Linked DNA regions of Columba livia: region 1 is linked to region 2. Evidence: chromatin contacts called from public Hi-C data. All regions are on one chromosome and are shown on one strand. The core of a region is the stretch at or near the end of the contact, and the rest is flanking DNA. Distances in the headings are between cores, read along the strand shown. Region 1 holds the start of CPOX (coproporphyrinogen oxidase). Region 2 overlaps ST3GAL6 (ST3 beta-galactoside alpha-2,3-sialyltransferase 6).

Region 1 (3,782 bases), core at 1,045-3,544, 79 kb after region 2:
GTCAAATGCTTTACTGAAGTCCAGGTAGACCACATCCACTGCTCTGCCATCATCCATCCATCTTGGTATGTCCTCATAAAAGTCAATGAGGTTGGTCAAGTACGACTTCCCCTTGGTGAAGCCATGTTGACTGCCTCTAATGACCATCTTATCCCTGATATGCCTTGAGATGGCACCAAGGATAAGTTGTTCCATCAGTTTCCCAGGGATGGAGGTGAGGCTGACAGGTCTATAGTTAGCTGGGTCTTCCTTCTTGCCCTTTTTGAAGACTGGAGTGACATTTGCTTTCCTCCAGTCCTCAGGCATCTCTCCCGTTTCCCAAGACTTGGCAAAAATGATGGAGAGCGGTCCAGCAATGACCTCAGCCAGCTCCCTCAGCACCTGCGGGTGCATCCCATCTGGACCCATGGATTTATGGATGTCCAGATTGCCTAACTGCTCCCTAACAATGTAGAAAAAAAATATGCAATGCTTATCAGCATTAATGCATTTATTTTTTCCATTATAGTAGTGTCTAAGAAACTCACTGAAATAGCAGAGCTTTCTATAGTGAGTAGCATTGAAGTGCACAACGCACACTGGTTATAATGAAAATATTTCGGTAAATCCAGTAGATGCAATTCAAGAAGAAACTGAGCTATCACAGCCAACCCTGGATAAAGAACTGTGGAAAGAGCTGCGTAGTGCAGCCAAATTAAGCAGGCTTACCACAGCCACTAAGATGGTAGTGCCCTTCTCCCTCAGCCACAGATCTCTCATGCAAACAACTACATGCTCCTTCCCTCACTACTGTCACCAGTGACCCAGGTCTCCTGGCTCATCAGGGATCCTGTCCTCCAGCTGATGGCAGAAGAGAATCCAGCTCACAGGTTGCCTGCCCTTCTTAATTGCAGAGTTTCGGCAGCTTCACAGCATCCTCTGCTGCCAAAGAGCAGTATTAGAACAGAAATGAGGAAATGGACTAAACCTTTGAGTGAAAGTTACTGCTTTACACAGACCTCCCTTCCCCCAAATTACCCTACAATGACCAGAGACAGACAATGAAGCCCTGATCCATATTTGGGACAAATCTTGCCTTCCATGGAACCACCCTTGAAACTGATCTCCTCTTGGGTACTGTAGGTGCAAAACAGTCCTAAAATGCTAGAAGCTCACTGTTTCCAAAGCACAGTCCCGTACCAAAGTACAAACCTTGCACAGCTGGGCTTCAGAGGTAGCTGTTATTTTTATCATCCTAATGCTCATACAGGCCCTTAACCAATGAGGAGTTTAATAAACGTCTTTACTTATTGGAAAATACGAACATGCTTATAAAAAAAAAAATCGTAAACCAGCTGTTTGATTTAAAAGCAAATTCTCATAGCTCGGCTCAGCACAGCACCATCATCAATGACTACAGGGTGATGCGTTTGCTCGGGGAAAATTGTTGTTTTATTTGTTTGCTAAAGCCTTTTGTCATTGTGTTAGCTGGTTTGTTGTACTGTCCCACTGTTGATACAGCTGATGTCGAGGCAGTTGAGGAAACAGATAATCAGTTTAACAGATCTGGTGCCAACACCAGCACCAAGAAAATCAAACTCTGAACTGTAAGTTGGTGCTGTGCAGTACCTTTCAACATCTGGCTCTACATAACCCTTCTCCTTATTACTCTGAATTCTTATTTTACTAGGGAACAAACAAACAAATACACACAGTGCTTTAACTTTGGAAAGAGCAAAGAAGGCATAAGCATGTGCCCTCTCAAATCCATGGGAAACACTTCCATTGCACTAAACTGGCAGTACCACAAACTGGTCAGATTCTAAAAAAAATCATTACTGCAAGTATAAAACCAGCAATGCCGTACACAGGTGAGCAATTCCACTTGGTTCACAGGACAGCTCAAGAAAATACACCCTTACTCCTACTTCAGCCATGTCTGGCCCTGTACAAGCCTTTTATTCACATGATTCCGCAGTCTCAAGCAGCTGCATTGACGAAACCGGGTTATTTGACACTAGTGCGCAGAAATGTTTTACGGGCGCAAGGACAGCAGCCCCCTCTCCCAAAGCCGCACCGGCCGGGCTGCGACGCCCGAGCCTTCCCCCCGCCGCTGCCTCTCCCGGCCGCAGCATCCACAGGGGGCGGGCAGCCCGGTGCCACCCCAGCTCCGGGGACCGGCAGTCGGCCCCGGGGCACCCAGCTGGGACAGCCCCTCCTGTACAGACACATATACATCTACATACACATATTTATACACCGCGCGGACGGCATGGCCCCGCCTCGGCCCCCGCTCCGCCCGGCCCGGTCGCGGCCCGCCCCGCCGGCAGTGCGGCGCTGGTGTCCGTCATGGCGGCAGCCGCTCAGCTGTTCCGCGGGGCCACCCGCGCCGCCTGCGGCTCGCCCGCCCTGGCCCTGGCCCTGGCCGCCGCGGCGGGCCGGCGAGCGCTGGGCTCCGCACCTCCGGGACTGGAGGCGGGCCAGGGCTGGCGGCGGGCGGCGCTGGCGGCCGCGGGGTCGCTGGGCGGGCTGGGGCTGGGACTGTGGCGGCGGCAGCAGGCCGCGATGGCGGCGTCCGAGAAGGACGAGGATGAGAAGGAGGAAGAAGAGCTGCGGCAAAGGTTCATGGCGCCGCCGGTGAGCGGGCTGCGGGAGCTGCGGCGGCGGCGGCGGGAGCTGCGGAGCCGCATGGAGCTGCTCATCATGGAGACGCAGGGGGAGATGTGCCGCGCCCTGGCCGCGCTGGACCCGGGCGCCTCCTTCGCCGTCGACACCTGGGAGAGGAAGGAAGGTACGGGGGGGGCCGCGGGGGTCACCCCGGGCTCGGGCACCCCGGGGGGCGGTAGCTCCGGCGCGGGGTGACCCTGGCGTTGGCAGGCGGAGGCGGCATCAGCTGCGTGCTGCAGGACGGCGAGGTCTTCGAGAAGGCGGGTGTGAACGTGTCCGTCGTGTTCGGGATCCTGTCCGAGGAGGCAGCGCGGCAGATGAGAAGCCGGGGGAAGTCTCTGAAGGCCAAAGACGGTAAGGGGTCCGGCGGGGAGGTGGGTGGAGGGACAGGATGCATTCACCCGAGAGTATTCCCCTGCGTGTACTGACATCAGAGTCTGGCCTTTGAGCAGAAGGTGAGGAATGGCAGCCTGATCAACGCTCAAGGGAAGATTTCATTTGTATCGTGGTGGTTTACAACCAGGCAGCTTGGCAGGTGGACTCTCATACCTCTAAAAATCTAGGTATCGGTGTTCTCCTGCTCTCTTGCTGCTTTAAGCAATGTACTGTAGCCACAGGTTATTTCTCAATGACAGTTTGACTCAGCAGTGAAACAGCACAGGAGTTATATACCAAAAGGGTGGACAGAGAAAACCAGAAAGACCTGAAGGCCAAAGATGAGATTGGACTAGATAATCTTTCAAGGTCCCTTCCAATCCCTAACATTCTGTGATTCTGTGACTATTCAAACCACATGTGTGTAGCAAAGGATAACTGTGAGGACTGGGGGTGGTGGGAAGCCTTAGCAGTGCCTTGTGTTTTAAGCGATCATCATCTAGTGGGTGCTCATGTCAGGCTAGACATGAGAAATAAATTTTTGACAATGAGGGTAGTGAAACACTGGCACAGGTTGCCCAGCAAGGCAGTGGATGCCCCGTGCCTGGAGACATTCCAGGCCAGGCTGGACGGGGCTCTGAGCAACCTGATGTAGCTGAAGATGTCCCTGCTCATTGCAGGGGGGTTGGACTAGATGAGCTCTGAAGGTCTCTTCCAACCCAAACTATTCTATGATTCTATGTTGTTGCATTTTATGACAA
Region 2 (3,642 bases), core at 768-3,267:
TCCAATGCCTGTCTACTTTTCCCAATTTTGTAAAAGGAATTGTCTGCCCACAAAAGGCGTTCTCATTTCATACTAATTACAGAATCCATAAAAAGAGATTTTTGGCATACAAGGCTATCCACTCTCCGGATTTCATTTTCCCATCATTTTTTAGGATCATCTGAATGCAAACTAATGCAATGTGAACCTAAAAGTTGTTCCAACATAGTCTACTATAATGAAGAGATAATTACCTCTAAGTACACATTTGGTTGCATGAAACTGAAAGGTACAGAAGAAAAAAGCCTACCTCCTTTTTGGGAAACCTTGTTGGGAAACGAAGCCATTCATATGCTGTTTTTCTGGTGATACTGGGATCAAGAATTCTGATTTGACTGGATTTGTATATCATATTCAGGGCTGGTTTCTTCCAAAAGCCTTTAGCACTCTGTAACCAGCAAGAAAATAGACATTTTTTTAAACAATTATAAACAGCTGGGTTTGTAGCAACTCTAACCAGAGTAAAATCCAAGAGCAGGAGGGTTGAGGAAGAAGCGTTAAACCTCCCAAAGTTCAAATGAACATGTGCCAAATTGTGCTCCTGCAAGAGGATAACCCACTGCAGCAGCAGAGGTTGGGGCTGGCTGGCTGGCAAGCAGCTTTGCAGAAATATTCCTGATGGACAACACAGACCAGCAGTGGGCCCTGAAGGCAGTAAACACTGTGTGCTTGGCCACAATAATAACAGCATAGAGAACAGGCAGGCAGAAGTTACTCTGTCAAGTCACAAAATCACAGACTGGTTGGGTTTGGAAGGGACCTCTGGAGATCATTTAGTCCAACACACCTGCTAAAGCAGGTTCACCCAGAGCAGATCGCACAGGAATGTGTCCAGGCAGGTTCTGAATGTCTGCACAGAGAAGGAGACTCCACAACCTCTCTGGGCAGCCTGTTCCAGTGCTCTGGCACCCTCAAAGTAAAGAAGTTTCTCATATTCTGATGGATCCTCCTCATATTCAGATGGATCCTCCTGTGCTTCAGTCTGTGCTCATTGCCCCTCATCCTATCATCGTTGGGCACCACTGAAAAGTCTGGTACCATCCCCTTGATGGGACATTCTTAAGTACTTTGTACCTTTCTGCGACCTCACAAATGCTGTTTTGGGCTACCACCTGTGCAAGAGAGAGCGATGAACTGGGGCAAGTTCAGCAGGCAGCCACTAAAATATCTGAGTGGCCACAGCACAGAGCAAACAAGAAGGGTCTGAAGAGGCTGGATTTGTTCAGCCCATCTACAACTATGTGGTAGGGGGTTACAAAAAGTGACAGGATGACACCCTTCTCAGAAGTACACAGTGAAAGGATAAGGAGAAATTTTTCGTGTGAGGGTGCTGCAGCACTGAAACAGAGCTTGTAGAAATATCCTTGGAAATACTCAGAACTTACCTGGATGATGCCCTAAGAACCTGGCATGGCTTTGAACTTGGTCATACTTTCCTTCAACAAGGTATTGGACTAAAGACCTCCAGAGAGAGGCCCCTTCCAACATTATTCTGCAATTCCACCAAGTGGTCAGGATAAAATAATGTGGGAAATGGCTGGAGCATGCATGTCAGAATATGAAACAGCACTAGGAAGAGGATAAACTGGCATTTCCAAGAGGAAAACTGCTTTGGGGCAAGGAACTGATCAATTGTGTGAGAAAGAGGACAAAAGCACTTACAGGAAAGGGATATTGAGCAGACTGACTAGGAGATACAGTGCTCCCCCCAGCTAGGACGACTAAGGTTAAAAGCAAACCAGGAATTTTCACATAAGCGGTGTGTGGGGAGCTGAGCCAAAGTGCATGAATAATTAAACTCACTATTTTCTGACCACTTAGTATCTCCCAAAGCCACTTCAAGTCACGTGGTTTGAAGACGATGAGAACAACAGTCGTATTAGGGTCATAGTGGATCGGATCCGAAAAGATGGATTCCGGGTAAGAAAGGCGGAAAGTCGTCCTCCTTCCAACATCATCTTCGTACCCTATAACAGGGCCATTATTCATTCTACAGAGGACAGAGACACAGAGACAGCCATGACCACTCCACCCATGTCCTTCCTGTGCGGCGGCTGGCACACACACCAACCTGTCTGTGGGACAGAGAGTGCATCCAGGAACAGGAGCGTTTAGTGGCCCAGCATTTACTTATCACGTTACATGGTAGACGAGCAATTATCATGTGCACTCGCCCTCTAACTCCGAGGGATCAAGCACATATGGGACACTGGCCAAGGCGGTTTAGAATACAATCACACGATTGCTAATCATGAGTCACTTGAGCAGAAGGCTTTTTGATTTGGCTCAAACACAGAAACTGGAGAAGACCGAAGAGAATAACCATCTTGGAGAATTACCCATTGCTCCATTCACGCTACTAGATGATCCAAGTCACACAGGAGCCAATTCAATAATGTTACAATATTCTTTACTGTCTAGAGCATATAGGAACAGGCATTATGACTGTGTACCTGATACTGATACGTCTTTGCTTTTATTTGTGGATTTTTGGATGTTGAGTTTTTTTGTGGGTTTGTTTGGTTTTGTTTGTTTGGTTTCCTTTTTAAAAAAATTACTTCCACAGCTGGTGGGTCAGGTCTCTCTGCTCTAAGGTGCTAGAAGGGCTGTGTTTAAGTCTCCATCTTGCAGTTTTTGCTTGGTGAGCGTGTTGCATATTCTTTGGAGAACTCAGGCAGTCTCTGTATGCTCCATTCCTGCCAATGCGACTGACCAGAATAGGAGGCACACTGCTAAGTCAAGTGTTTGCAAAACGAGGTAGGCAGAGATAGAAATATTTCGAAGTTTTGTCAGAAGTCATCATTAAATACAAATGCAACTACCAACTCTTTGTTCATTCACAGTAAACAACTGTGCACTATATTTCTGAAACAGTTCTAATTTAGAGCTGTTTTTAAATGTGGGACACCAGTCAACATAAAAAATTCATTTTAAGAAGAGTAAATAGATCTACATGGAGCCCAAATACTTGAAATAGCTTAAAAATAAACCATGGAACTTCCTTGAGTCATTATCCTACAATGACAATAAGTGCAAGGTGGGTTTTTTTGTAAAGCACAAGTTGACAGGCAAGTAAAGTTTCCTAAGAACATGAATATTATCTGGTTCACTTTCTATAGTTTTAAGCTTATAAGAGGAGCTACAACTGAAGAATTGCATGTATTCATTTCCACCTTATCAGTATTTTTGCAAATGCATATCAAACTCCAGGCTTTGCATACACCTTCTTATGGTAGTGCTTGAAGACTGAAAAACTATTACTAAAACGAGCATTAGGACTGATAGCAAAGTAACAAAAATTAGACTTTGTTCAATGTTCAACACAATGTTCAGCAAGGGGCACACTCAGGGCTCCAAGATGTCACAGGCTTTGACCCATCCCCAACAGCAGCATCTTGCACACGTGTTACCTGTACACAAGGCAGGTGGACCACCCAGTGATCCTTCCTCTCCCAGATCAGTCTGATCCATTTTTTCCTAAATTTTTTAAATGAAGACTGTGACAGAGTAACTAAGTTTGGAAGAGGCTGCCCAGGGAAGTGGTGGAGTCACCATCCCTGGAGGTGTTTAAAAGACACGTTGAATCATAGAATCGCTTCTGTT

What was found. A called contact is a pair of places that touch in the nucleus more often than the background predicts.
Region 1: a contact with region 2 is called in a Hi-C map of crop, with 2.1 times the contacts expected there. The contact joins the promoter of CPOX here to the enhancer-like site in region 2. A contact is called at or near these places in 2 of 2 Hi-C or Micro-C datasets (crop and liver).

The regions. Positions count from the first base shown.
Region 1 is chr1:73,296,807-73,300,588 of bColLiv1.pat.W.v2, forward strand. It overlaps CPOX (coproporphyrinogen oxidase), which reads left to right and starts at 2,295. Exons shown (of 7, transcript XM_065062616.1): 1 at 2,295-2,770; 2 at 2,857-3,000. The coding sequence starts at 2,329.
Region 2 is chr1:73,217,969-73,221,610 of bColLiv1.pat.W.v2, forward strand. ST3GAL6 (ST3 beta-galactoside alpha-2,3-sialyltransferase 6) reads right to left here. Exons shown (of 12, transcript XM_065062518.1): 9 at 1,843-2,029; 10 at 290-427. Among named protein-coding and RNA genes, the nearest start is that of ST3GAL6, 35 kb to the right of the region's middle. Within about 2 kb of position 2,018, at least 1 of the 3 cell types and tissues checked has an H3K27ac peak away from gene starts, as active enhancers do.